Linked DNA regions of Mus musculus: regions 1, 2, 3, 4, 6 and 7 are each linked to region 5. A link is a contact called in public Micro-C and promoter capture Hi-C data. All regions are on one chromosome and are shown on one strand. Each heading gives the region's core, a stretch centred on a gene start, on an enhancer-like site or on the middle of the called end of the contact. The rest is flanking DNA. Distances are from core to core; before and after follow the strand shown. Region 1 holds the start of Gng7 (guanine nucleotide binding protein (G protein), gamma 7). Region 2 holds the start of Pias4 (protein inhibitor of activated STAT 4). Region 3 holds the start of Prtn3 (proteinase 3). Region 4 holds the start of Rnf126 (ring finger protein 126). Region 5 holds the start of Mbd3 (methyl-CpG binding domain protein 3). Region 6 holds the start of Thop1 (thimet oligopeptidase 1). Region 7 holds the start of Polrmt (polymerase (RNA) mitochondrial (DNA directed)).

Evidence for each region. Promoter capture Hi-C pulls out the DNA fragments that hold promoters and counts their contacts. A called contact is a pair of places that touch in the nucleus more often than the background predicts. Capture Hi-C pulls out chosen DNA fragments and counts their contacts.
Region 1: a promoter capture Hi-C map of pancreatic islet shows a contact between it and region 5. The contact joins the promoter of Gng7 here to the promoter of Mbd3 in region 5. A contact is called at or near these places in 5 of 39 promoter capture datasets (cranial neural crest, fetal liver, liver and 1 more), 2 of 115 datasets of contacts at active chromatin or transcription factors (bone marrow-derived macrophages and pancreatic cancer cells) and 3 of 9 other capture datasets (adipose tissue, macrophages and pancreatic islet).
Region 2: a contact with region 5 is called in a promoter capture Hi-C map of adipose tissue, with 2.7 times the contacts expected there. The contact joins the promoter of Pias4 here to the promoter of Mbd3 in region 5. A contact is called at or near these places in 6 of 39 promoter capture datasets (the C10 cell line, hematopoietic stem and progenitor cells, hippocampal neurons and 2 more), 1 of 484 Hi-C or Micro-C datasets (uterus), 3 of 115 datasets of contacts at active chromatin or transcription factors (astrocytes, double positive thymocytes and embryonic stem cells) and 2 of 9 other capture datasets (adipose tissue and liver).
Region 3: a contact with region 5 is called in a promoter capture Hi-C map of liver, with 2.5 times the contacts expected there. The contact joins the promoter of Prtn3 here to the promoter of Mbd3 in region 5. A contact is called at or near these places in 5 of 39 promoter capture datasets (embryonic stem cells, hippocampal neurons, liver and 1 more), 3 of 115 datasets of contacts at active chromatin or transcription factors (double positive thymocytes, embryonic stem cells and memory CD8 T cells) and 1 of 9 other capture datasets (adipose tissue).
Region 4: a contact with region 5 is called in a promoter capture Hi-C map of pancreatic islet. The contact joins the promoter of Rnf126 here to the promoter of Mbd3 in region 5. A contact is called at or near these places in 2 of 39 promoter capture datasets (liver and pre-B cells), 1 of 484 Hi-C or Micro-C datasets (CD8 T cells), 1 of 115 datasets of contacts at active chromatin or transcription factors (pancreatic cancer cells) and 1 of 9 other capture datasets (pancreatic islet).
Region 6: a promoter capture Hi-C map of adipose tissue shows a contact between it and region 5, with 4 times the contacts expected there. The contact joins the promoter of Thop1 here to the promoter of Mbd3 in region 5. A contact is called at or near these places in 3 of 39 promoter capture datasets (embryonic stem cells, liver and pre-B cells), 2 of 484 Hi-C or Micro-C datasets (CD8 T cells and myocytes), 6 of 115 datasets of contacts at active chromatin or transcription factors (astrocytes, bone marrow-derived macrophages, double positive thymocytes and 3 more) and 3 of 9 other capture datasets (adipose tissue, liver and macrophages).
Region 7: a contact with region 5 is called in a Micro-C map of embryonic stem cells, with 3 times the contacts expected there. The contact joins the promoter of Polrmt here to the promoter of Mbd3 in region 5. A contact is called at or near these places in 2 of 484 Hi-C or Micro-C datasets (the N1E-115 cell line and embryonic stem cells).

The regions. Positions count from the first base shown.
Region 1 is chr10:81,012,792-81,016,404 of GRCm38.p6, reverse strand. It overlaps Gng7 (guanine nucleotide binding protein (G protein), gamma 7), which reads left to right and starts at 1,480. Exons shown (of 4, transcript NM_010319.3): 1 at 1,480-1,549.
Region 2 is chr10:81,166,367-81,170,139 of GRCm38.p6, reverse strand. It overlaps Pias4 (protein inhibitor of activated STAT 4), which reads left to right and starts at 2,420. Exons shown (of 11, transcript NM_021501.4): 1 at 2,420-2,455. The coding sequence starts at 2,429.
Region 3 is chr10:79,878,292-79,881,872 of GRCm38.p6, reverse strand. It overlaps Prtn3 (proteinase 3), which reads right to left and starts at 2,206. Exons shown (of 5, transcript NM_011178.2): 1 at 2,131-2,206; 2 at 1,280-1,445; 3 at 696-837. The coding sequence starts at 2,197.
Region 4 is chr10:79,765,088-79,768,842 of GRCm38.p6, reverse strand. Rnf126 (ring finger protein 126) reads left to right here and starts at 1,891. Exons shown (of 9, transcript NM_144528.3): 1 at 1,891-2,090. The coding sequence starts at 2,016.
Region 5 is chr10:80,397,605-80,401,404 of GRCm38.p6, reverse strand. Mbd3 (methyl-CpG binding domain protein 3) reads left to right here and starts at 1,874. Exons shown (of 7, transcript NM_001306143.1): 1 at 1,874-2,187. The coding sequence starts at 2,174.
Region 6 is chr10:81,068,639-81,072,465 of GRCm38.p6, reverse strand. It overlaps Thop1 (thimet oligopeptidase 1), which reads right to left and starts at 2,383. Exons shown (of 13, transcript NM_022653.4): 1 at 2,188-2,383. The coding sequence starts at 2,203.
Region 7 is chr10:79,744,711-79,748,424 of GRCm38.p6, reverse strand. It overlaps Polrmt (polymerase (RNA) mitochondrial (DNA directed)), which reads left to right and starts at 1,844. Exons shown (of 21, transcript NM_172551.3): 1 at 1,844-1,960; 2 at 2,653-2,751. The coding sequence starts at 1,873.

The DNA of each region.
Region 1 (3,613 bases), core at 231-2,730, 620 kb before region 5:
TCCTCTGGAAGAACAGCTAGTGCTCTTAACCACTGAGCCGACTCTCCAGCATTAGTTAGTTTTTGAAACAGGGTCTCATGTTGCCTACAATGGCTTCAAACTCACCCATGTAGCCCAAACTGAACTCAAACTTGGGGCAGTCCTCCTGCCTCATCTTCTCAAGTGCTGGAAGATAGCCCAACTCTGCATCTACCAGGTGAACCACAAACAGTAGTAGGGTCTGGGGACAGCCTGGATGGGATGTGCCAGGGAAGAACACTGAAGAAAGGTTCTGGGCTTTCTCTGAATATAAAGTGCAGTGTTTGTGTGTGTTTGTGTGTGTGAGCACACGTGCATGTGTGTGCCTGTCTGTGCATGTCTGTGGTGGGGGCATTCATATGTGTGTGCATGTATGTGTGTGGATGTGTGTGTGGATGATAGCCAGGTTCCTTCAGGAATGACAAGAGTCCAGGGAGCCGAGCCAGTAGATTGTCTGTCACAGAATGTCAGTCCACACCAGAATCCTGAGGTCACCCACCCAGGGGCTGCACTGGTCTTTCCCTGGGATGGCTGTTACCTGCAGGGATGTTCCAGATGTCTCTGAGGTCACCAAGAAAACTTGTAGAGAATGCAGACCCATGGGCTGGGGCTTCCAGCATGAGTCCCTGGTGCCACTGCCCCCACTGGAGAGTCAAAGTCATCCTCTCCTGCATGGTGAGTTCAAGGCCAGCCTGGGCGGTTTACTGTGACCCTGTCTTAAAATATATATATATGGCTGAAGTTATAACCCAAGCCAAGTACTGCAAAAGCCAAAAAAAAACCCAAGTAACAGAGAGAATAGAAAAAACCGGAGATGAACATCAGAATACAGAAATGATAAACAAGCAAATAAAAAATCAGTATTTCCTCACTATCCTGGGTCTCTGCTCGGGATTCAAACTCGTTCCTTGAAAACCACAAGGGAGCTTCCTGTCCCTGGCTCCCATGGGGTTTTTTGACTGGACCTTGCTGTTCTGTTAGATCTGGGCTGAGATGGGGAGTTTGATCGGTGTTTTCTTACTGCTAAAATGATGCTCAGCGGAAGATGAATATTATCACAATATGGGATACAAATGTATGCAAACGTCATAATGAAACTCATTATACCATACAATAAATACACACCAATAAAATAAACTCGAAAATCCAAACAAAACAAAGCCTGACTTAGTACATGCCTAACGTTAAGCAGCTTCTCCTCAGAGAGGCCCCTTTGATTGCACCATTGATTGCCAATCTTTAGACGCATAACCCCGCCCTCCAGCTAGTGAATGGCCCGTGGAGACGCCATTCCTGGGTTTGGCCCGCCCACTCGAGCCCGAAGCCCCGCCCTGCCCCCAAGGCTAAGCCTACCAGACTGTCGGCCCTAGGCTCCTCCTCTGGACCAACCTCCGCCACCTTGGCTTCTGATTGGTCCGAATGCTACAGAGGCTCCGCCCTCATCGCGGGAGACCCCGCCCCATGGAAGAGCCCTCTCTAGGCCCCGCGGTGCGTTCGGCTGTGCGGCTGCTGAGACACTGGCTGGAGGCAGGTGAGCTCCGCATGCTGAAGAGACTCGGGGTGTATCGGGGAGGAGTGGGCTGCCTCAGAGAGGACGGGGGCAGCCCAGAGAAGTGGGGTGAAGTCAGACAAGAGTGGGGTGCAGTCAGAGAGAGTTGGGGTGCAGTCAAAGAGGAGTGGGGTGCAATCAGGGAGGAATGGGTGGCAATCAGTTATGGAGGAGTGGGGTGCAGTCAATTAGGGAGGAGTGGGGTACAGTCATACAAGACTGAGTTTGGTGCAGTCAGATACGTATTGGGTAAGGTGACAGGAGTGTGGTGTAGTCAGGGGAGTGGCGTACAGTCAGGAGAAGTGGGGTACAATAAGGGAGGAGTGAAGTGAAGTCAGACAACAGTGGGATACAGACAGAGAAGAATGGAGTTCAGTCATGGAGAAGAGGGGTGCAGTCAGGGAGGAGTGGGGTGCAGTCAAGGAGGAGTGGGGCACTACCTGTTTGCTGTTTGGTTGCACACAGTACCAACACCTTGGAGACAAAGACATAGAGCAGGGGGAAGGTACCTGTGTGTCCCTCTCAGGGACTCAGGGTACATAGGCTTAGATCTTGGGGTGCACAAGGCTCCAGTGTTGACTGACTGTTTCAGAAACTTCCTGTGGGAGTGTTAGGGGCAATAGTGTTAAGGTGTGTGGGCAGCTCTCCACTGCGGGGGTGGGATGGGGTGGGGGTAGGGGCGAGGTGGGAGAGAGGGTGACGGTGGCTGGCTGGGGGACCTCTTGTTATAGCACTGAAACTGTTGCCAGGTGTCAGGGAACCAGGCACCAAGTTCACCGGTTTGCAGCTGCAGACAGGTCTAGTGCTCTCAGTGGCTTTGGGACTCTGCTTTGATCTGTTAGCTGCTGTCCCTCAGTCCTCAGTCCCCCCTACCTCCTCATGAGGGCAGGGCAGCTAGCCCTGGGTAGGCTCCCTGCAGTATCTGCCAGGGAAGATATGTGTTAAGGCCATTCTGGTGCAAGCTGTCACAGAAAGACTATGAGGAACCCCCCTTGACTCCCACCATCCTGGGGTGCAAATGAGAATCTCTACCCCGGTGGTGGCAGGCGTGCTCTCCCAGTCCTTAGGAAACTGAGGCAGAAAAATGGAAAATTTGAGGCTAGCTTAGGCTACATAGTGAGTTCCAGGACAGCCACGACTGCAGAGTGAGACACTGTCTCAAAAACACCACAGTCAGCTTGCAGTTTAGTGTAAGATTGTCTCTGAACTTGGGTGACTCTGCTGTGCAGGGAACACTGGGTAACATCTAGGGACATGTGTAACTTTCTCAAATCAGGGAGGAGGTCCTGGCATGCAGTGTGGAGCCTAAGACTGCACAGTGCCTTGCAGGGCCCATAGTGTCCCACAGACAATGAACAGGCCCAGTGTCCACAGCCCAGAGGTGTGAAAAACTGCCTGAGATCTATGCAGCCAGGTTGGAAGGATGTGGACTGGGATAGAGCCCGGGGTGGAGAACCTGCCTAGAATCCCCCAGTGAGGCACTAGGGTTGGAAGCCATGTCCATCCTCCTGCCTCAGGCTCTACAGTGCTGGGATTACAAGGTATTTGTTAGGATGCTTAGTTCTTCCAGGTGGCTCGTTCTGTTCTGTTTTTAAGACAAGGTCTCCTGTAGCCCAGGCTACCTCCAACTCTCTCCTGATCCTCCAGTCTCTGTCTTGAGTGGCAGGACAGGTATGGGTCACCACACTTGGCCCTGTGAAGGTTGCTCATACTCCGATTTCTATTGCTTTGCTTTTCTTCCTTCCTTCCTTCCTTCCTTCCTTCCTTCCTTCCTTTCTCTCTTTCTTCCTTTCCTTCATTCCTCCTCCTCTCTTCTTCCTCCTTTGAAGACGGGGTCTCATTGTGTAGCCTAGGCTGGCCTGGAACTCCCCCTGCCTCTGCTTCCTGAGTGAGCTTAATGGAGTGACTTTCACACTCAGTTCTGTGTGACTTTGAAATTGTGAGTGATTGAGCCTGCATCGCCCGCACCCACAGTTTGTTTCGTGAAGGATCTTGGGGGTCCCCTAGTGAGTCCAGTGTGCCCAGGCGAAGAACACTCAGTGGGGC
Region 2 (3,773 bases), core at 1,171-3,670, 770 kb before region 5:
TCCCAGCACTTGGGAGGCAGAGGCAGGCAGATTTTTGAGTTTGAGGCCAGCCTGGTCCACAAAGTGAGCTCCAGGACAGCCAGGGCTACAGAGAAACCCTGTCTCGAAAAACCAAAAATAAATAAATAAATAAATAAATAAATAAATATCGAACAAGAGTACAAAAGGGGCGGGGGCTCGATTGGTGAAGTGCTTGCCTATCGTACAGAGAACCCTTCTTTAATCCTCAGCATCACAGAATAAGGTGTGGTGAGCCGTGCCTGTCACGCCAGCACTTGAGAAATAGAAGCTACAGTGGGGTTAGTTACAGAGGGGAATACCAGGTGAGCCTGAGCTTCATGAGACCGGTTCTCAAAAGAAAACACTTTTTACTCTACTTCTTGTGGGTACTAGGAAGCCACAGGGGGCTTGCGATAGAAGTCAAGCTTGGAAGAGCTCTCTCTCTCTCTTTTTAATTTAGTTAGAACAAGAGTAAGGATCGAGTGGCTTGCAGAGAATCGACCAGAATGCTAACACACACACACACACACACACACACACACACACACACACACACACACGAAAGACGACCCGGATGTGCACTGCACCGGGCCAACTAGGCTCACACCCCACCACACACACACACACACACACACACACACCACACACACACACACACACACACGAAAGACGACCCGGATGTGCACTGCACCGGGCCAACTAGGCTCACACCCCACCACACACACACACACACACACACACCACACACACACACACACCACACACACACACACACACACACACACACACACACACGAAAGACGACCCGGATGTGCACTGCACCGGGCCAACTGGGCTCACACCCCACCACACACACACACACACACACACACACACACACACCACACACACACACACACACACACCACACACACACACACACACACACACACACACACGCAAGACGACCCAGATGTGCACTGCACAGGGCCGACTAGGCTCACACCCCATCACTACAGGGCCATGCGAGCCCTACACCTGCCAGCTGCCGCTCGAAGGGAACAGGGACACCTGCCCGGCCGCATTCTGTTCATCCCCAACCCTTCTCTTCATCAAAATGCAACCGTAAACATGAGCCATAAAATGCACCAGAGCAGGAAGCACATACACCTTTAAGACCACCCTCCCCACGTGGGCGCGGTCCAGTCCTCCCAATGAAACGGAAGCAAGGGGCGGTGCCGTTCTCGCTTAAAAACCCAGAGCGGGGCTAGAAGTGAGCGTGGCCCCAGTGCAAGCTTCGAAAATTTGGGGGTTGGGTGGGGCTTGTGGGTAGTTAGAAAGCCAAGGAGGGCCCCTGAAATGGTGATCGCCCAGAAGTCTATTAGGAGTTCGATCCACAGAACTCATTTTGTGACACCTGGTTAAAGGAGAAAGCAATTCCAGCAAATTGTCCTCTGATGTCCACCTAGGGGGCTTGGAACGCGCGCACCCACACCTATTCGCGTTAGTCTCTAAACCTGATGACCTGAGTTCGATTCCCTGAATCCATATTGTGGAAATATACAAACCCCTTAGATTGTCTTTGGACGATCAAAAATTGCGTGTCTCCCCCAGTATATAAATAAAACAGACCACAGAAAAGTGGGCGTAGCCTTGAGCCAACAAATAAAGAAGGAAAAATGCAGCTAGAGGGGCTTCTGTGCCCTAAAGAAGCAAGGCTACGCAGGGCTTGGTTATGTTCATCTTTAATCTCAGTTCTCCGGAAGCAGGGGCAGGAGGATTTCAGTGAGTTTGAGGCCAGTCTGGTCTACAAAGCGAGTTCCACAGAGCCAGGGCTACATGGTGAACCTGTCTCAAAAAACAAAAACAATTTTTAAAAACCCACAACTGTTGCCACCGCAAGCCAATTTGAAAACGAGGCAGGGGGTTCGGCCTGTACTCTACAGAAAAGGTGGGGCCAGTAAGAGAGGGAGCAGGGCAAAGGGTATATGGTTCAGGCACTAGCTGGTTCATCCCTGCTACCTACACAGTGGAAGGAGAAAACCTAATTTCCTAGACTGTTTTGTGACTTTCACATATGTACACACTAAATAAACACAAAAATTTAGCGGTTCTCTAAAGCAAGAGAAATGAGGCGGCGGGAAGTGCTGCTATTTCTTTAAGCAGCAGACTCCTCCCCAGAGTGGGCGTGGTAGCGGCCAGCGCCTTGAAAAATAACCGTGGGGGGCGGGATTTGGCAATTGTCCGTTGTGATTGGTCAGATCCTCGGGCGGGGTTCCTGTAGGCGCGTGCGCGTGATGCATCCTCCCGCCTCTCAGACGCGGGGGCGTGGAGGAAGGAGCCAGCACTCGCTTTTACTGGCTCTCGCGCAGGCTCCGCCCTTTAGTCGAGGGCCCTCACGTGACGCGACGGCTGGGGCCTCCCGGCGCGGGGGACGCTAGTGGCCAAGATGGCGGCAGAGCTGGTGGAGGCCAAAGTGAGTGAGCGAGAGTGGCTCCGGCCGGGACAGGCGGGTGGCGGAGTACGGACCGCTCCTCGCAGGGAGCTGGGAGGGCGGGGTGTGGCGGCGCGGGCGGCGAGGGTGCGACTGGGACGCGGGCTGAACCTGCGGGCGGGGGGCGGGGAGACCGGGGGCGGGGTCGCCAGCTCCCTCCTGGGGTGTCCCCGCCGTCTACTGTCACTTCTCTACTGACCCTAGCAGGGGTTCCCACAGTGTGGCTACACAGCTTTCCCGGTGCAGGCACTGTCCTCTCCTTTGGGTTAGCTCTGTTGGGACATAACTGGGGGTCCTTCTGTGGTCTGGGAAGCCGAAGGAATGCAAAGTGACTTCGCCATCAGGTTTCCAAGGCAACGAGTAGGACTCAGGTCCGGGTGCCCCCCCTCTTTCCTCCCCCACAGGCCTGCATGGGGAAGGTCTACAGGGATTGCCACAAGTCCTCTGATTCTCGGGGCTCAGACTGACACCTTCTGACTCCAGACTCAGGCCAACTATAAGTGCCCAAGTTCATTTTAGAGACTCAGCCCTCGAGTCCCGCTCCCCACTTGTCAGCTCTGGGGTACCTCTTCACTTCAGCCTCCAGTGATCCTGTCTCACTCTAACCCATCTCTAACCTGTGAATCGCCTTGTAGAGTTTCTCTGCTGCCTGGCATACTGGACCCACCACCTCCTTGTTATGTGTTCCTCAGATTGATCCTCACAGGACACCTTGACTGAGTCCAGGGGAACATTGTTTAGACTTGTTCCCCCATTTCTGCATTAAGGTACCAGGGCTCTGACCTGACTTGAGTCCCCATTAAACCCTCTTGAAGTACAGCTTGGCTTAGCCTACATCCAGTTCTGCTCTGTCTCCCTGTCAAGGTTCCAGCACACTTGTCCCTCCAGAGTTATTGGAGTTCCTCAGTCCCCCTCAAGCATCTTCCCACCCATAAGATTCAGACTTGCCCCCCCCCCCCCCGTTTTTCTGCCTGCCTTGTGACATGGTCCTTCCCTCCCCACTGGGACCCTTAGGGTTATTCTAGAGGATCTGATTAAAAGGTGTCGTCCTCACCAGGCATGGTGGCACACCTTTAATCCCAGGGGTCTGGAGACAGAGGGAGGCAAATCTCTGTGAGTTTAAAGCCAACATGGTCTACAAAGTGAGTTCCTGGACAGCCAGGGCTCCACAGAGAAATCCTGTTTCAAAAAATCATTTAAAAAAAAAAGTGCAGCTGGGCGTGGTGGCGTACGCCTTTAATCCCAGTGCTCGGGAGGCAGAGGCAGGCGGATTTCTGAGTTTAAGGCCAGCCTGATCTAC
Region 3 (3,581 bases), core at 957-3,456, 520 kb after region 5:
ATATCCCCGGCGCTTGGAGTGCAGCAGCTGAATACCCTGATCTGTGCAGAGCTTCAAAACGTCTTTGGTGAACAGTCTTAGCCCTTTGGAGGAAGCTCTGTAGAGAGCTGTTGATATGTCCGGCATGGTGCAGAGTAAAGATAACAAGAGGTCACATTGAATGCTGTGCAGTGCCCAAACTCAATTCAATGCCTTAACTTTAATTCTGACCCAGACCCTTACTCAGGCTCAGTTTCCCCTTTAACTAAACACTGACCATAGCCCTAAGCCTAACTGAGCCCTACCCATGGCCTAGTCATTAGCCATAACGGTAACCAAAACTTAGCCTTACCCTTAGCTCTCAGCCTGGGCCGAGTCCAAGCAGCAATCCTAAAGTTAGCATCATGTGGACCATAGGCCATACCCCTCCACCAGGACTTAGATCGAACCCTAATTTAACCATCCTTATCCTATATCTGATCTTGGCTCTAGTAACCTTAACCCCAAACCTCAAGCTAGCCACAGGCTTAACCCCAGGCCCAGGTCTAACAGGACCACTAACCAAGCGCACCAGACAGGAAACACAGCCAGCCAGGTCAGAAGCTAAGGGACAGACCCGGGTCCCACACTATGACGGCTCCATGGTCCTAGCATGGCACACAGTAGGTTTTCCCTACGTGTCTTCTGCAGCAATGGATCCCCAGAACCCGACCTACCTGGAGGAGAAGCACGTCATTGAGGTTCTCCTCGGGGTTGTAATTGTTCTGGAAGACCTGACTGATGGTGAACTTCTGCTGCTCAGGCTCCGAGCTCAGCAGGTCGTGGGCACCCAGCACCACTGTCACAAGCTGCCAGGAGCTGCAGTGAAGGTTGTGGGATGTTGTTTGTTGTAGGGAAAGGGATGGAACCCGGATCGATCCTTCAACACGTTACCAAGTGCTCCACCCCTGACCACGCCCTCTGGGAGGAATCCAGGTGGGGCTCTACCATAACCACGCCCCCTAGTCGCTCACTGGGGGATTCTAGGCAGGTAGGAGGAACTCTACCCTGACCGTGCCCACAGACCCTTCCCTGGGGAATTCTAGAAGGGATATTTACCCTAACCACTCCCCTATCCCCTTCACTGGGGGATTCTAGGTGAGAGAAAGTCTCTGTTGAAATAATCTCCTGGAGAACGCATGGGGAAGAGCTGAGGCAGGTCTAGAGGGAGCCTTTGGAAGGGGAAGAGACTATGAGGTACCCATCCAGGGCTTTGCTGTCAGTTCAGACCTGCCACTCCCTCGCTGTCTCCTGAACTCACATGTCCTGCAGGCAGTGGGCGGCTGTCAGCACGAATCTCGGGTGGATCAGGGTGCCACCACAGAAGTGGCTCCCAGGGAACCTGCTCAGCTGCAGGGATGCCACATAAGGCCGAGAGTGGGGCCGAGCCTCGTGCCCACCTACAATCTTGGAGGCCTGGACTGCGCCTAGGGGAAGTAGGTGTCAGGAATGCAGCCTGAAGGGTTCCAGCCATGAGAGCCACAGTCTGTTCTACCTATGGTTTTAAAGTGACCTGTGCCTGGGGAGGAGTCGGGGGCTGACTTGAGTCTACACGTATTATTTTGTTTTGAGATAGTGTCTCACACTGTGGTCCAGGGTGGCCTTGAACTCAGCGAGATCTGCATGCCTCTGCCTCCCAACTGCTGGGATTAAAGATGTGCGCCATTCAGCTTGGCTGGTAATTCCTGATTCCCTGGAAATTCCTCCCTGCAGTGAGAGTCCGTGGGCGGCACACATACAGTAAGAACCCATCAAGGGCTGAAGCTGGTGTTGGGTTCAGTGGGTAGAGTCGTGGCTTACACGCACAAAGCCCTAGGTCCCACATCCAGTGCCACAGAAACACAGCATGGGAGCTTGCTACCCCAGTACTGAGATGAGGCATGAGGGCCAGGAGGTCAAAGCTGATTTGCTATAATGTAGCAAAGGCCAGCCTGGGCTACTTAAGACTCTGTCTAAAAAAGAACCCTAAAACAGAAGGAAAGCAGTCAATGCCCCCTCTCATTCTTTCCTTCCCAAGCATTTAACCAGGGGATGCCCTGACCTTCCCAGCTATTCTAGGAAGGTGCTGGTTAATGAACAGCTCCCCACCCCCCCACCCACACACACACTCACCACCAACCACCAGGGCAAGCAGCAGGAAGGGATGGATCCCCTTGGGGGATGGGTAGCTTCCAGCCATGGCCAGGCTCCTGGCATCCTGCTTGCTGGGGCCCTCTTATAGCCCAGCTCTGCCGGGAGCCGTTGAACAGTGGCTAAAGGCTGGGCTGTGGGTCCCACTTCCTCCTTCCAGTTTGGGGGCCCAGGAATGTTTGCAGTAGGGCAGGACGCAGGGGGTCTCTCTGGAGGCACAGGAAGCCCTCTGCCACCCAGAGCGTGCTGAGGGTCCTGGGACAAGCCACTTTAGTACCCACTCAGCTATGATCCACAGATCCTGTGATACACCCCCCATCGATGACCCTCCCCATTAATAACCTGCCTAGATTTTACTTTGGGAGTTCATTATTTCTCCTCTAATGTTGTAGTGTGTGTGTGTGTGTGTGTGTGTGTGTGTGTGTGTATGTGTGTTCATTTTAAACAGGGTTGCATGTAACCCTGGCTAGCCATGAACTCACCACGTATCCAAGGTTCCTTCTGCCTCAGCCTCCTGCACGCTCGGATGACAAGTATGCACTTCTGCACTGGGATAATTTCCTATTCTTTTCTCTTTACTGGTTTTTTTTCATATAAATATATATATTGTGTGTGTGTTTTATTTCTTTTTAATTTATATATCTTAAATTTTTTAATCTTTCTTTCTCTCTCTCTCTCTCTCTTTCTTTCTTTCTTTCTTTCTTTCTTTCTTTCTTTCTTTCTTTCTTTCTTTCTTTCTGCATAGGCATGTGTGGATGCACATGCATAGAGTGGCCTGAGGTTGACACAAGGTATCTTCCTCAGTGACTCTCCACCTTATATTGAGGCAGGGGCTCTCTCTAAGGTTTCAGTCAATCAGCTCTCTAGCTTGTTGGGGGAGAGGTGTCCCTGTCTTCTTCTGGGCCTCCTTACACAAATGCTCGGAAATACAGGAGGCTGTCTCCGCTGTGGACACGGGTTCTGGGGACTGGAACTGCAGCCCTCCCTTCTGCCATAGTGCTTTACCCACTGAGCTATCTGGCCCTTTCCCTCCCCATCCACCCCTGTTTATTAAATCCCAAACCAACATCAATCCTCCTGCCTCTGTGCTGGGATCACAGAGCAAATATATTCATTTATTATAAAATAGTCTAGCACAGCAATGGTGGCACACGCATTTAATCCCAGCACTCAGGAGGCAGAGGCAAGAGGAGCTCTTGTGAGTTCGAGGCCAGCCTGGTCTACAGAGCGAGTTCCTGGACAGCCAGGGCTACACAGAAACCCTGTCTCAAACCTAAAAAAAAAAAAATCAATAAATGAAATAGTCTAAACCCATAGAACACTGGGATACAGCCAAGTATTGAGCACTTGCTTAGGCTGCATAAGGCCCTGAGTTCCATCCCAGGAGTACAAAGTTAATGCATTCATTCCTATATGAACGAACTTCTCCATGT
Region 4 (3,755 bases), core at 642-3,141, 630 kb after region 5:
CAGGATGCAAGCTCTGCCATGGTTCAGAGAGAGAGGTTAAGCTATTTGCCCAATGACACAGCAATGGCTTGATTGGGAAGTCAACCCACGCCCACTGCCCCATAACTTTTCAACTACCCTGAGCTGCTCAGAGGAAGGTCTCTCCATTGAATATTGGCGTGTTTAAACGACTGAGGGGCTGCCTCACCACAGTAGACTTGGCTCTAGTGGGATAACTAGTTCCGATTGATGGGGGCCATGTGCCCTCTGGTGGTCAATGCCGGAATGGGTGGGAATGGGGACAGAAAGCAGGCCAGGTGTGAAGGTTGACTGTCCCTCCCCTTCTTGCAGGAATCCTAACTCTGAGTAACTCCTATTCTTTCTTCAAAACTCTGCTTGCAATGTACCCTCCTCACCCCCAGGAAGTCATTCTTGTGTCATCAGAGATATCCAAGGTCAGTTTAGAGTCCAAGCCTCCCCCCTGCCTTATGGTGCTGGAGTGTTTGTGTGCATTTCATAGACGCTAGATGAATGTTGAACGAATAAGTAAATAAATACAGGAACTAACCTCAGAAACATTCTGGGCCTAGCCTAGAAGACGACGCAGGCTTCATTCACTCCTGAAGAGTCACACGGGGTGCCTGCGGGCTAGAGGATCCTCCTTCTACCAGAGAATGCATCCCTTCTTCATCCTTATCTCGGGTGTTTGTGGAACACCTGATGTGTATCGTCCAGACATGATACTCCCTTCTGCCCGGCACTGTTTTTACAGATTATCAGGTGTACATAAGTGTATGTAGGAGGGCTGTAGAGACCGCGTGAAAAGGCAACATTGCAGCCGAGACTCCGGAGTTTGGGGGACCAAGCACTTGGAGGCACAGGCAGTGCAGTGCAAGCAAATATCCACAGGCAAGCTTGTCTGGAAGGCTAAATGAGGGGAAGGAAGCTGGGAAATGAGGGCTTGATGGTTCGAAGAAGAGGAGGAGTCTCTTAGGCCCCGTCCCTCACTTTTTTTTTTTTTTTTTTTTTAGGGATAGCCCTAACAACTTAAGCCATTGGCAAGGCAACCAAGTCCCGCCCCTCAAGGACTCCAACTTCGCGACTGTACTTGGCTTTCCGAGGCCTCTACATCCAATCCCGTATGCCGGAGAAACTCAGCCCTGTCGACTACATCCCCGCTCTGGAGATAGTCACCCGCCTTCAGGCTTGCCCATCCTCGTTGCCAAGGAGACGGCCCCCGCAAGCTTGGAGCTCCGCCTCCAGGCTCACGCCAAATTCCTAGGCGGATTCCAGGATTGGTCCCGTCGCTGTCTCGTCACCATGGAAACCCGGCCCCGCCCTGCGCAGGCTCAGCCTGCGGACCCTAAAGCTTTCCAGTTGCCTACAGGTTATAACCTACCCCAGGTTGCCAAAGAGACATCCCGGGCCCCCACGAAGGCCCCGCCCTTTGGTCGCGGAGGCTTCCCCGAGGCCCTGTCCCACGCAGGTTGCCAAAAAGTCTTCTCCCCCACGTAGCCCCGCCGCTCGCTGGCCCCCCATCTCTGACTTCTTCTGCTTCCATGTCTGACTTCACCTCCTAAAGTCATCGCCAAGGCGACCCGCCTTCGCGCTGTCCCTGGACTTCCGCACTCTTCAAGCGTGACTCCGCCCTTCCACCCCCAAGTGCCAAGCCCTCTAGACTCCGCCCACACCAGATAGGCCACGCCCCCAAGATGCTCTGCAGTCTTGACCCTCACCTCCGTCCCGGTTACTAAGGAGACTAGGCTCCGCCGCTTCGCCCCCAGGCTCCGCCCCACACACTGGACCCAGGTCTCTGGCTTCCGGAAATACTTATTTTGTCCTAGTGCGGCCACCGTTCTCCACGAGTCAGCCCCCCGCAGCGCGTTGCCCGCGTTTCTCCGCGAGCCCCACGCCTGCCGTGCGTGCCGTGCGTGCCATGCGTGAGCGTGCGCGGGCGCGTCGGCCGGCGAGGGAGCAGCAAACGGCCGGCGGCAGGCGCCGCGCGGGGGGCGGGCGGCGCGGAGGCGGCGGTGGCCATGGCCGAGGCGTCGCCGCAGCCCGGACGGTACTTCTGCCACTGCTGCTCGGTAGAGATCGTGCCGCGCCTGCCGGTGAGACCTGGGCGGGAGGGCCGTGGAGCTGTGCGCGCGAAGCTGGCTAGAGGGGAAATTGAGACCCGGCGGGGTGCGAGCAGCGTGGCGGGCAGGTCCAAGAACCTAGGGCGGCGGCGGGGTCGCCCGAGGGACGCAGGCTTGGTCGGACCCGGTGGGGCTCGGAAGCTGAGCTCCGCGCTGGGGACGGCCGCCGAGCGCGTGGCCAGGACGCGGGGGCGCGCGGCGCGGCCTCGAGCGCCGCCCCGGGCCTCGCTGCTGCGCCCAGAGGAGCTGCGAATCCGACGGCGGAGCTGGAGGGTCTGGGAAGGTCGTACCTGCACCTCCTTGCCTGTTACAGGCCTTGTGCTAAGGCTTCAGTGTGGCTTTGACCAGTTGCATCCCCCGGTCCCCACCTGGTTGTCCCCTGGCCTCCTGCTTCTTCCTCGTAGCTTTGGACATATCTATCCTGAGGACCCTGCTTGGGTGTCCTGCATCTTTTCCGGTTCAAGGTGGTTTTGTCCAGGTGCATGCCAGGGATCCTGCAAGTTTCTTGAGAGTGACTTTGACTAGGCTGGTATCCCCAGGCCTCCTCTCCCAGGACAGAACCTCCCACCTTCCAGGCATCCCTTGTTTCATACCCAGGTTTGAGGCTCGCTCCTGGAAAGGTGATCGCTCAGTACTTGCAACCTACCGTGGCCTTTCCAGGCCAAGCGTGGAGCCTGCTCCTGCCCTTCGAGGTGGAAGCCTGGGTGGGTCCTTGAAGAAGTAGTAGCTAGTTTGGTGTAAGCCAATCTACCATTGCGGAGAAGGTGGTGGAGTAATTAGCCAGAGTCTGTCAGGGTGACGACGGGGTGGGTGGTAAGAGGTGCTGTAGTTCCTTCTGGTCTCTGCACTCTCCCTCTGGATGGTGACACCATGACATTCTTCAGGGCGATTAACTCCAAGAATTCAGGTGGTGGCATACACCTTTTATTTCAGCACTTGGGAGGCAGAGGCAGGCCGATGTCTGAGTTTGAGGCCAACTGTTAGTTCCAGGACAGACAGGAACCCTGTCTAGGAAGGGGGGCAGCTTGGAGAGAGTGGTATGTGGGGTGCCAGGTGAACCTGGAACATAGGAATTGATTGTTATTTCTACTTGTGTTTCCTGTGCCTCAGCCTTGCCTCCCCAGATCTGCCTTGACGCCCCTGGACTGGGGACTATGCTGCCCCTTGGCACCATTGTGAGCTCTGGGAACTGTTTTCTGTAAGGAGATGGCCAGACCCAGGTGTACACCTAGCTGTCAGGTTTCCTTACTGGGACCAGAGCAGCACCAGGTTCTGGCTCAGTGCCCTTGAATAAGGAGGACCCTGACCTCTCAACTGCCACTGTGCCTGGCACGAGCCTACCTGTAAGCCCCAGTGACCCAGCATGGTCTTTGTTCTTACAGGGTTTGTATAGGCCAGCCAGTCAGGGAGTGACAAGTGTTTAAACAGAGCATGGGGGATGTTTTGTTTTGTTTCTCCAGACAGGGTTTCTCTGTGTAACAGCTCTGGCTGTCCTGGGACTCACTCTGTAGACCAGGCTGGCCTTGAATTCACAGAGATCTGCTTGCCTCTGCCTCTCAAGTACTGAGATTAAAGGCGTGTTCCGCCACCACCTGACCGGCATGGGTGGTTTTTGTATGAGCAGCTAGTGTGGGACAG
Region 5 (3,800 bases), core at 625-3,124:
ACACCATCATACCTGAGCGCAAGCTCTGACCTATTCACACAGTAAGATAAACTCAGGAAAGTTGTCAAGATCAGAAACGGCTAGGGATGGAGCTCCTTTAGGGTGTACAAGGCTCTTGGTCCATCTCCAGCACTTCATAACTGTCACCCCAGCTACATAGCAAGGTTCAGGACATCCTGGGCCACTTAAAACCCCTTATTGGTTTAAGAATAAAAAAGATGGAAGGAGAAAGACAGTTGAGTAACCAGCTTGGCAAACACGCGTGAGAGCCTGAACTTCCTTGCCCGGAGGCTGCATGTCTGAGACCTCCCTTCCTGCCAGCCCAGATAAAGCAGTAAGCTACAAGCTGAGAGACCCAGTCTGGGGAAGTTAGATGGTTCTGGATGGTAAGAGGCACAGATTTTTAAAATTCAAAAATAGAGAATTGAGAACCCCAGTGTCAATTTTCTGCTGCCATTCTCACATGCAAAAATCTGTCAGACACCAAGCCTGGCTTAATCCCAGCACCTGGGAAGCAGGGGGCAGAAGGATCTCGGAGTTCAAGGCCAGGGAAAGCTACAAAGTCAGACTCTGACTCAAAAATACAAAACACTAATCCCAGCCTCCATGTCCCCCTGACCTTCTTCACTGTGATCTGATCTCTCCTCCTGATCTGGGGACCCAAATCCTAGCTCATAAAATACAGTTCCTGAGCTCCAAAAATTGCAGGCAAGACAAAGATCTTTAAATGTGTTGTGATTTCACCTCATGATCCCTTGGCAGCTCTCCTTGTCAGGGAGGGTCCCCTTTCAAAGAGAGGTCTTCCAGGTACTGTATAATGGAAGCCTGGGTGAGAAGGTAGTTGGCCTTCAGGCATGTTCCCTGGGTAAGTCTGGCTGGGCCTGAGTGGCAAAGCAGCCGACAGTACCAAGCAGGAGTAAGTGACCCCCCAGCTCCCTGTCCTCAGGGCTGCGGTAGACAAGGGGCGATAGTGCGAGTGACTCCATTCACTAACTTAGAAACCAGTTTTTGGTTTTGTTCTTCCTTCTGATGCTGGATCTAGTAAACTCCAAGCTGGTCTTGAAGTGCTTGATCCTCCTTCCTCCACTATCCCAGTGCTGAGATGGCAAGCACGTGCCACTATTCCTGGCCTGATTTTAGGGTATTGCTGTGTGGCCCAGGCTGGCCAGGAATGTTCTAAATAGGTTCGTGAGCCATCAAACTCAGGCTGGGGTGCAGCCTAACGGCAGAAAGTCTACCACGTGTAAGGTTCTGCTTTCTATTTTCAGTACTGCTGCAAAGAACAAACTTCTTAAATAGTTCTTGGTGAAGCCGGGAGTGGTGGTGCATTTCTGTCCTCGCAGTAACGCAATAGAGGCTGGGGCTGGAACAGCCGAGAGGCCAGAACGAAACGCAGAGGGAAGCAGGACTGCGTCGAAGGCCCCGAGTTGTACTCGATCTTTTTCACAAAGCCCAGGCGGGTCCCTGACAAACGCACACTGCGCAGGTGCAGCCCAGCGCGACCCCAGGACCAGGACGGCAGCTCGGGCGAAACTGCTCCAGCTTGGTACAGACCAGGTGCAGCACACACTGTGCTTCCGGAGTCTAGAGCGCAAACGCAATGGTTGTCCCACCCCGGCCACGCTGATTGGCTGTCCTTGTCTCAGAGCAGATTTATATGAGAAGTTAAGCACAGAACGAGGTTCTGAGCGCTGATTGGTCTCCATGCCCTGTGGGCGTCTCCCGCAAGGCGGGACGTAGCCAACTGTGCATTTTAAGCCGAGGAGCTGAAGTGATCTGATTGGCTTCACAGCCTTGGGGCGGGTCTTGAAGGCAAGCGAAGGCTGGGTCGGGGCCGCGGCTGCGCAGAGAGTCTGGACGGCAGTCAGACTGGTCCTGCGAGCGCGAAGGGGCGGGGCCGACTCCACGCCTGCGCAGACGAGCCCCACGCGCGGGCGGGTGGGCGGAGCGGCCCCCCTAGCGGGGGCTGTGAAGCGCGGGGAGGGGGCCGAGCGGGTGGCGAAGCCGGCGCGCGCCCGGCTGGGGGCGGAGGGCGGAGGCCCGTGGGACAGAACAGCTGCGGCGAGTGGCGGCGGCGGAGGGAGCCGAATCGGCGACGAGCCCGGGGGTCGCAACTTGCAGAAGCGGCGGCGGCGGCGGCATCGGCCACGGCGGGCGGAAAAGCCGGGGCGCAATGGAGCGGAAGAGGTGGGAGTGCCCGGCGCTCCCGCAGGGCTGGGAAAGGGAAGAAGTGCCCAGGAGGTCGGGGCTGTCGGCCGGCCACAGGGATGTCTTTTACTATAGGTGAATGAGCGCGCCGGCCGCGCAGGGCCCCAACGGGCGCCTCCCAGCGGCCTCTGCGGCGGCCTGGGCGCCCCGACTGCGGGCCGCGGTCTGGGCCGGGCGACGTGCGTCCGAGCGTGCGTCCGAGCGTGCGTCCTACGTGCCAGCTGTGGTCAGTGCGCACGCGCCGGCCATGGCTCGCCTCAGCGCGCATGCGTTGAACCCAGTGCCTTGCCTTTTGCTGATCCGCGCCACCCAGCGCTGCTGTGAGTGCGCGTGCGCCACGCCTGCAGCCAAGGCTTCAGCCTCGTGGCTTTTAGCCCGCCTGTGGCGCGGGCTTTTGTCCTCCAAGGAATCGGGGACCGTGCGCGCCGTGCGAGGGGCGCCCGGGCCTTGGCCAGACGCCGCTGGGAAGCGGGGGTGGGAGGGGGATGGGCTGACCCTTTGACCCTCGCGGGGACTTTATCATGGTTTCGGGAAGCAAGGGAACTGCCCCAGGTGGCCTGATCCCCTCACCTGCATAAATTTGGGTTTGGCTTCTTGTTCAGCAAAATGTCCCCCATTTTTATGGCGTTTCCAAAGCCCTTGCTCTTCTTGAGCGGTGGCCCCAAATGTAACATCACAGTGGCTTCTGACTAATGTGAATGTGGTTTTTGTGTGCAAGACTTTTTTATGAATAAGTCTGCTCTTTAAAAAATATTTTAAATTTTTTATTTATTTAATGCATGAGTGCTCTGCCTGCTTGAAGAGAGAGCATCAGATCACCCAATAGAAGGTTGTGAGCCACCATGTGGTTGCTAGCAATTGAACTCATGACCTCTTAGCCAACTCTCCAGCCTTTTTTTTTTTTTTTTTTTTTTTTTTTTGAGGCAGCGTCTACATAGACCATATTTGCAACCTTTTAATCAGGGCAGTGAAAGCTGTCTATCTGAATAATAGCCAGGCAACCTACACCTGCTGTTCTTCCCCAGTTCTATCCCCAGTGGTGTGAATAGAATCCTGGGCCGCATGCATGCTGCCCTACGGCTGGAGCATCTACCTTTTTAGCCGACTGTAGTTGTCCCTACTCCACTGCACCCGGAATTGGGTGGTGCATTGTGAGTTGAACTGCCTGGCCCTTTGGTCTTAAGGAGTCGTGGGTTTTGGCAGTAAGGTTGGAAGCCAGGGCTAACTTGGGTTCCTTTCAGACTGCAAAGAGGGATGGGGTTGTTGCTTCTAATAGGTCTGCAGTAGGTAGGGTTTTTCCCAGTAGGGCTACATGCAAATGGTGCCCTGTGTGCATGGGACTTCCTCCCCTTCTCCCTTACTTGCAATGGGGCCAACACCTCTGAGAGATGATCCAAAGACACCTTGTCCCCAAGCTGTACCTGTCCCACTTGTCTCATCCCCCACAGCTGCTAGCTCACATCCATGCCCCAGAATAGCCACCAGTGCTTTCCAACGCATTTGTATAGACAGTCTCTTCTTCACGGACTCCTCCCACATACCTTGGAAACACTTAGGGCTGGAGAGTTAGGATGTCAGCCCTGGGTGTACTA
Region 6 (3,827 bases), core at 1,134-3,633, 670 kb before region 5:
CTAGCAGCTGCTGGCACTGATCCCACAGCCCCAGCAACACTTGTTCGACACTGGCATGCAAGGCAGCCAGGCAGGGCCATCTCGCTCCTCGTCCCATGCAGAATGGCTGTATAATTGACAGCCATGTAGAATGAGGGTGGGACAGCTCATCCCCACAGAGAGAGCAGACTTTCATAGTGCTCTCAAGCCTTTAGCAGACATCAACGCAGGCCCTGAAGATGGGCTGGCAAGGAAAAGAAAAGGGGCTGCCACCAGGACATGGACTGAATAGGAGTAATGGGAGCTTGTTTTCAGTGCTCAGGAGGCCAGAGCAAGAGGATTTCACATTTGTGGTCTAAATGGAGAACACAGGGCAAGCACGTTCAAGCCAAAGAAAACAAAAATTCGGACTGAAGCTGTGGCTCAGTGGGCAGCACACGTGCCTAGTATGCATGGTGCTCTCATTCCATCACCACAGCATACAAATCAGGCGTGGTGGGGCTGCCTACCATCCTAGCACTTAGGAAACTGAGCGGGGAGGAGGAGAAAGAGTTCAGGGTCACCCACAGCCACACGTATTAAGTATGAGGCCAACCTGGGGTACACGGGATGCTGTCTCAAATGAAAAGCCATGGTTGGGTGATGGTGGTGCACACCTTTAACCCCAGTACTGGGAGGCAGAGGCAGGAGAATCTCTGTGAGTTCAAGGCCAGCCTGGTCTGCAGAGTGAGCTCCAGGACAGCCAGGGCTACACAGAGAAAAGCAAAAATAAGGAGGATGGGCAGCCACTGAGGAAGATACCCCCTCCCCACACAGACACGCGCACATGCGAAACGAAGGGCTTTGTATTACAAGTAGGGGCAGAGCCAGCCATGAGAACACAGAGTGCAAAGATCTGGAGAACTAGGATTGCAGCATCTTTCTGCAAACATCTGGATTACTGCCTCCATTTCAGGGCACCTCAAGTTCCTGAGGTGCAAGTAATTCCAATTATTCCTGTTCCCATGATCCTGATCATGACTGGGGGGATTATCTGCAGGCATGAGAAAATGTATGGGTGTGAGCTCCAGACGCCACCCCCCCCCCCCAAGGCCGCTCTCAGATACAGGAAGGTCACACACAGGGCCCTTTGGGCTGTTTCCCTAGTCCTCTGTTCATGGGTTAAGATAGGATCTTGCCAGATTGTCCAGGCTACCCTTGCAATTTCTGGAGGTGGGATCCTCCTAGTCTCGGTCTCCCACACTTGGGAAGAGAGGCTGGCACTGGCTCTGTTTCCTTCTCTGGATTAAGCAAGTCCAGGGGACCCAAGATGACTAAGCAGCTGGAGGTGATTGCTGCCAACGCAGACGATCTAGGTTCAATCCCCACAACTGACTAGGTGGAAGGAGAGAACTGATTCCCGCAAGCTGTCCTCTGACCTCCACAAGCACACTAAATAATGTTTAAAAAAAAATCCAAACAAGTCTTCATCTTTTTGGGTCACAGTCATGTCTACAACTGACGGGAATCCCTGCCTGGTAGCTCCACCATATGGGATGCCCCACACACATACACAGCAGACCTGGCAAGAGAAAGATGGGTCTCCCAACCAGCCCTGCCAAAGTGGGGTGACCATAGCCTAAGCCCCTGTGTTGCTGACTCAAGAGGCTGGAGAGGGAGCTCTGTGATCAAGCGTGCTTGCTGCGTTTGGTTCCCAGCACCCCTGAAAGGCAGCTAGCTCTCAACCACCTGTAACTGACTCCAGGAGCAGAGGATGGGCCACATTTTTCTAGCCATCATGAATACTACACACATGTGCAGGTACTCACACACAGACGTACAAACAATAGTTAAAAATAACAAATCCTAAAAATACAAAAGAACCTAGTTGGAAGTATTACTAGGTCCTCTCTAGATGCTAGATAGCACACTGTCCTGGCACCGAGGTTCCCAGGCCACCGTCTCCAGCAGCCTTCCAGGAACTAGAGCCTTTTACACCATGTGTGGGTTTTGCTCATCGCCCCGTTGGCAGTCCATCTTACCCTAGTTAGAATAGCAGGGAGCATGAGAAAAGTATTCTTTTAAAATTCAGTTTATCAAGAGGTTGAAGTCATGGGAAAGTTAGTTCATTCATTTTGCAGACGAAGGGGTCAGGGTCGGGAATCCCAAAGGTTCCATCTGCCCGAAGGAGGAGAGAAAGGGAGGGCCTGGGCGAGGGGCGACCGGTACCTGCGGGGGGCTTCATGGCGGTCGGCTGCGCGCGAGGCGGCGACGGCCCTCCTCTGGTCCTCACGCCTGTGCGGTCCGGATCTCCTCGGAGCTCGCCTCACCTGAGCCAGTTCCTCTGCTGTGGCTCTCAGACTGAGGCGCCCGCCGCCCGCGAGCTCCGAGCACGCTAGGAAGGCGCGTGCGCGCGAAGGCAGCTGGTCAACGCGAGTGTGCATGCGCAGGAACAACCAGTCTGGCGCCGGTGCATCGCGGTTCCGCCCACATTATCCCGAGCTTGCCCTGTCAGTGGTGCGATTTTGCGCATGCGCTGAACACAGTGGAGCCCGCAATTGGCTGTCATAGGTGAGTGAGGCGGAGCCTTACGCACCCTCGGAACGCCAGGATGCTGTTTCCATGGAAACCTAACACCCTCTCTGCCTTGCCTTTTCTGTGAGGATTTCACTCTATACAGGCTGTGTGCGTTTGTGCTTGGTCTGTTCGTTCAATTCATTTCTTTTTGTTCTTCAGCCAGTTCCTCATGACTCCACCTTCTGAGTTCTGAGATGACCAGAGTGCTCCAGCATGCCTGGCTTCCCTCCCTCTCTCTCTCTCTCTCTCTCTCTCCCTCCCTCCAACCTTCTCTTCCTTCTTTCCTTCCTTTTTTTGACACAAAGTTTCATGTAGCCCAGGCTGGTCTGAATTTGCTGACAGGCCTCAAATTCGTAGCAATCCTCCTGCCCCAGCTTCCTGGGTTCTGGGAATGCAAGTGAGAACCGCCACGGGTTTTTGCTTGTTTGTTTTGTTTTTGTAAGCTGAGTGTGCTGACTTATACCTGCAATTTCAGTCCAAGTAAAACAAAACTGACCCAACCTGCAACCTGCAGGAGTAGCCTGGACTATATACCTTGTCTGAAAAAACATGAGAGATGGCTCTGTGGTCAAGTGTAGTTGATAATCGGTGTACTGCAAAAGCCAGGGCTGGCCCCTCCTTCCTGCACCAGCCTGTGGCACGTTAAGATGCCTCCTAGGAGCTGTTGGCGGCTCCTGTTAAAATGTTGGCACCATGACATCTCCTCAGCCTGGAGCTGTCACAAGAACTGTCTACAGTAGTGTATCACCTTTCCCAACACAACAGAGGTTGCCCCTCAAGAACACCCCTGCAGGAGCTGTCCTACAGGAACTGTCCCACAGTGATAGGACCTCATCTCCAGCCTCCTTGAGCAGCCTCACAGAGATGGCGCCTCAGCAAAAGTTGGCTGTGGCCTGGAAGGACTTTCACACTAACCCATGGGCCTGATGCAGGGTAAAGAGGGTGAGGGGGAAAAAAGTCACCAATCCCCGAACAGGAAAACCCACCAATCCCTGAGCTCCTCAAGCTCAGGACTTGAAATTCCACCAATCGTTAATCTGGAAATCTCTGCCCTGAAAAGCCCTGCCTCCTAAGAAATTCTATGTAAGCCCCGCCCTTTGTCTAATTCCCTAATGTTTTACTCCCAGGAGAAGAGGGAAGATTCATCTCTCCACACCCTGAACCCACCAATAAATCTCTTACATGAGATTTTCTGCTTGGTGTGACTTTCTCATCGGAAGAGCCAAGAAGAAGCGAGGTGAAGAGAGGGTGGGGGGTGGGAGAGCGGGGTGCGGGGAAACAAGGCTCCTGAG
Region 7 (3,714 bases), core at 595-3,094, 650 kb after region 5:
CTTTCTGAGTGTCCCGTGCAGTTGGGTCACTTCCTGGAGTTCTCTGAACCTTCACAGTTGAAGTGTGAAGACTGAGAATCAGGGTTAACCACATTGCTTGCTCTCCTTCGCTCCCTCTCCTCCTCCCCCTCTCTCCTTCTCTGTCTCTCTCTTAATAGTTTATTTTTATCTTATGTGCATAGGTAGTTTGTCTGCATATATGTCTGTGTGAGGGTGTTGGATTCCCTAGAACTGGAGTTACATTCTGATCTGCTGTGTGTATGCTGGGAATTGAATGGGTCCTCTGGAAGAACAGCTAATGCTTTAAACCAATTAGCCATCTCTCCAGCTCCAACTAGACTTTAGGATATTTATTTATTTAATTGGGGTTTGTTTGTTTGTTTGTTTTCGAGACAGGGTTTCTCTGCGTAGCCCCTGGCTGTCCTGGAACTCACTCTGTAGACCAGGCCGGCCTAGAACTCAGAAATCTGCCTGCCTCTGCCTCCCAAGTGCTGGGATTAAAGGTGTGTGCCACCTGGGGTTAAGAGCACTGACTGACCTTCCAGTGGTCCTGAGTTCATTTCCCAGCAACCACATGGTGGCTCACAACCATCTGTAATGGAATTCAATGCCCTCTTCTGGTAGACAGAGATAGTGTACTCAGATACATAAAATAAATAAATCTTTAAAAAAACAAAAACAAAAGCAAAAACGGTGTGTGCCACCACACCCAGCTCTGAGTTTGTGTGTGTGTCTGTTTATCTGTCCGTTTGCTTGCCCGACTGCCTGATTGAGACAAGGTTTTATGTGCATTTTATGTGCTTAAATTTGAATCCGCCTGCCTTTACCTCCAGAGGGCTGGGATTATAAACCCAAAGCTCTCACTGATGCGCTCCAGACAGTAGAAGCCCTAGTACTGAGAAAATGAGCCCAGGTCCTGTCTTCTCAGGAGGGTACTGTCTGAGCTACAGAATTAGCCTGGAAAATTTAGTGAGATTCTGTCTCAAATATAAAATGCTGGTGCGTGATAGCACATATCTGTCATCCGGCACTTCCTGAGCTAGGAGGCAGGAGGATCAGGAATTCACTGTCATCTTTGGCCACATTAGAAGTTTGAAACCAACCTGGGCTACGTGTAGATAGATCCCTTAGTCCAACACTGGGAAGGAGAAGACAGCAAGGTCAGGCTTTCCAGATTAGTTCTCATACATGTAAATTGGAAGCTAACATGAGCTACATGGGACTCTGTGAATGTGAATGAATGAATGGATGGATGGATGAATGAAATCGCGATGTGGTACTATTTACACGTCTTTTCCATCTTTCTACGGCCCTGATTCCATTTGCACAAACACATATACATACAGAGAGACAGAGACAGAGAGAGGCAGAGAGGAGGAGGAGGAAGAGGAGGAGAAACAAATAGGGTAGGGACTGGGCGTGGTGGCGCACGACTATAGTCCCAGTACTGGGTGGCAGAGCAGGAGTATAAGGAGGATATCTGTTGAGTTCAAGGGAATCCTGTTAAATTCCAGGACATTCATGGTTAAATAGTGAGACTTTGTGCCAAAAATGTGCATATAGTACATAATATATACACATATGTAAATGTTACGCACATATATATGAACAAATAAAATAAAGCAGAAACCAGTCAATCAAAGAACAAAAAAATATAAAAACTAAAGAGGGAACTTGGATATGAAAAGAACGAATCAGAAGAGTATTTCTGCGCATGCTCTCTTGCCGCCACGCTGCCCGCTGCCTCTTGGGAGTTGTAGTTCTCCTTCGACTCCTCTCACAGGACAGACCCTAAGAGCGCTTCCGGCAGTCGCAGAACTACAGCTCCCTGCAGGCGGCGCGTGCGCGTGCGCACTGCGGGCAGCAGGCGGCATGTCGGCGCTCCGGTGGACCCGAAGCGCAGCCGGGCTTGGCCGGGTTCTGCGCTCCCCTGGGCCCCACCGCCCGCCTTCGGAGGAAGGTAAAGGAGTGTCGGATCCAGGACTATAATCTTCCCTTCCTTAGGATCCCGGTCACCTTCAACCTTTGTTCTTTGACCTATGGAGGAGTTTCTGGGGACCCATTTAGCTGGGCACTAGTTGGCAACGTCTCTCTAGGTCCGCAGGGCACTTTGACTTTTGATTGTTGCTCGCTTTTCCATGTCTCTGACCCACTGTTGGGGACTTACGGATATTGGCATTGACCTTTGGCTACTTTTAGTTAGGAGTACTTCTTGCTGGATCCTGCACCCCGATCCTTATAGCTTTGGCCTGTTCTGCCCTTGAAGTTGGTCTTTTTCTGGGTCTGGATTTATTTGTGGGCGGGGCGTGTTTTTTTTTTTTTTTTTTTTTTTTTTTTGAGCCATGGTGTTTCCATGTGGTTCATGCTGGATGCTTTATTTGAACTCAGGTCCTACTGCTTCAACCTCCTGAGTTCTGAGATCCCATGCCTGGCAGTCCTTGTCTTTTGATCCATTTCTTTCTGGGCATGACGTAAGTTTGAGGCAGGAACTCACACTAGCTTAACCTAGAACTTCCTTTGTAGCCCAGGCTGGAATCCAATTGGAGACCCTCCCACCTCAGCCTCCAGAGACCTGGGGTAATAAGTGTGCATGCCACGGTGTCCACTTGATAGGATGGTTTCTGTGTTCTTATTCTTCATGTCTCTTTCTAGGGACTTTTGGTGGCTTCTGCAGCTCAAGAAGGAGCTCCGCTGCCAGTCCCCGTGAGCAACATGTCCTGAGGGAGTGGGGCCATGCTGAACTGCTGGAAGGTAAGTTGGTGTCCTAAGTCCTTCTCCACAGTGAAGCCTTGAGGGAGTGTGCTCTGCGTTGTACCTGACCACTCCAAGGGAGTATGTAAAATGGGGTCCAGAGTCCACTGAGCAGTGTTGTCTGGCTGGCCTGTCTGTGGTCCTGTGGGTCCTCTTGTGCTGGTTCTGGGAGCTGCTGTAATTCCATTCCCTGAGTTCCAGATTCCCACCTGGGGCTCTCACTTCTAGGAAGACAGTGGAGGCCCCAAATACACCTGAACAATACCGGATTTGCATTGTTGGAATGCTGACATAGAAGTCTCCAGTTTTAGTCCTGCAGAGTCGAGGTGCAGCTGGAATCCAGCCTGTCTGCCAGGCCTGCCTGTCTGTCTTCCTTCCTTCCTTCCTCTTTCTTTCTTTCTCTCCTCATTCCTCCCTTCTCTCTTTCTCTCTTTTTTCTTTCTTGGTTTTTCGAGACAGGGTTTCTCTGTGTAGGAAGTCCTGGCTGCTTTGTAGACCAGGCTGGCCTTGAACTCAGGTCTGCCTGCCTCTGCCCCTGGAGTGCTGGGATTAAAGGTGTGCATGAGCCGGGTATGGTGGCGCACGCCTTTGATCCCAGCACTCTGGAGGCAGAGGCAGGCGGATTTCTGAGTTCGAGGCCAGCCTGGTCTACAAAATGAGTTCCAGGACAGCCAGGGCTACACAGAGAAACCCTGTCTTGAAAAAAAGAAAAAACCAAAAAAAAAAAAAAAAAAAAAAAAACCAAACAAACAAAAATAAAACAAAATAAAGGCATGCACGACCACTGACTTTGGAACCCAATTTTAAGTGTTTTACTACCAAGTCTAGTAGACGGGATGTCCAGATTTCCCTCCTGATCCTATGTCAGGTCTGCATGGCAGCTGCAGAAGGTGGAGACGCTTAGAGGGTGGGTTAGGAGGTAAAGACAATGGTCTAACTGTGGCTCCTGTCTACCCTTAGCAG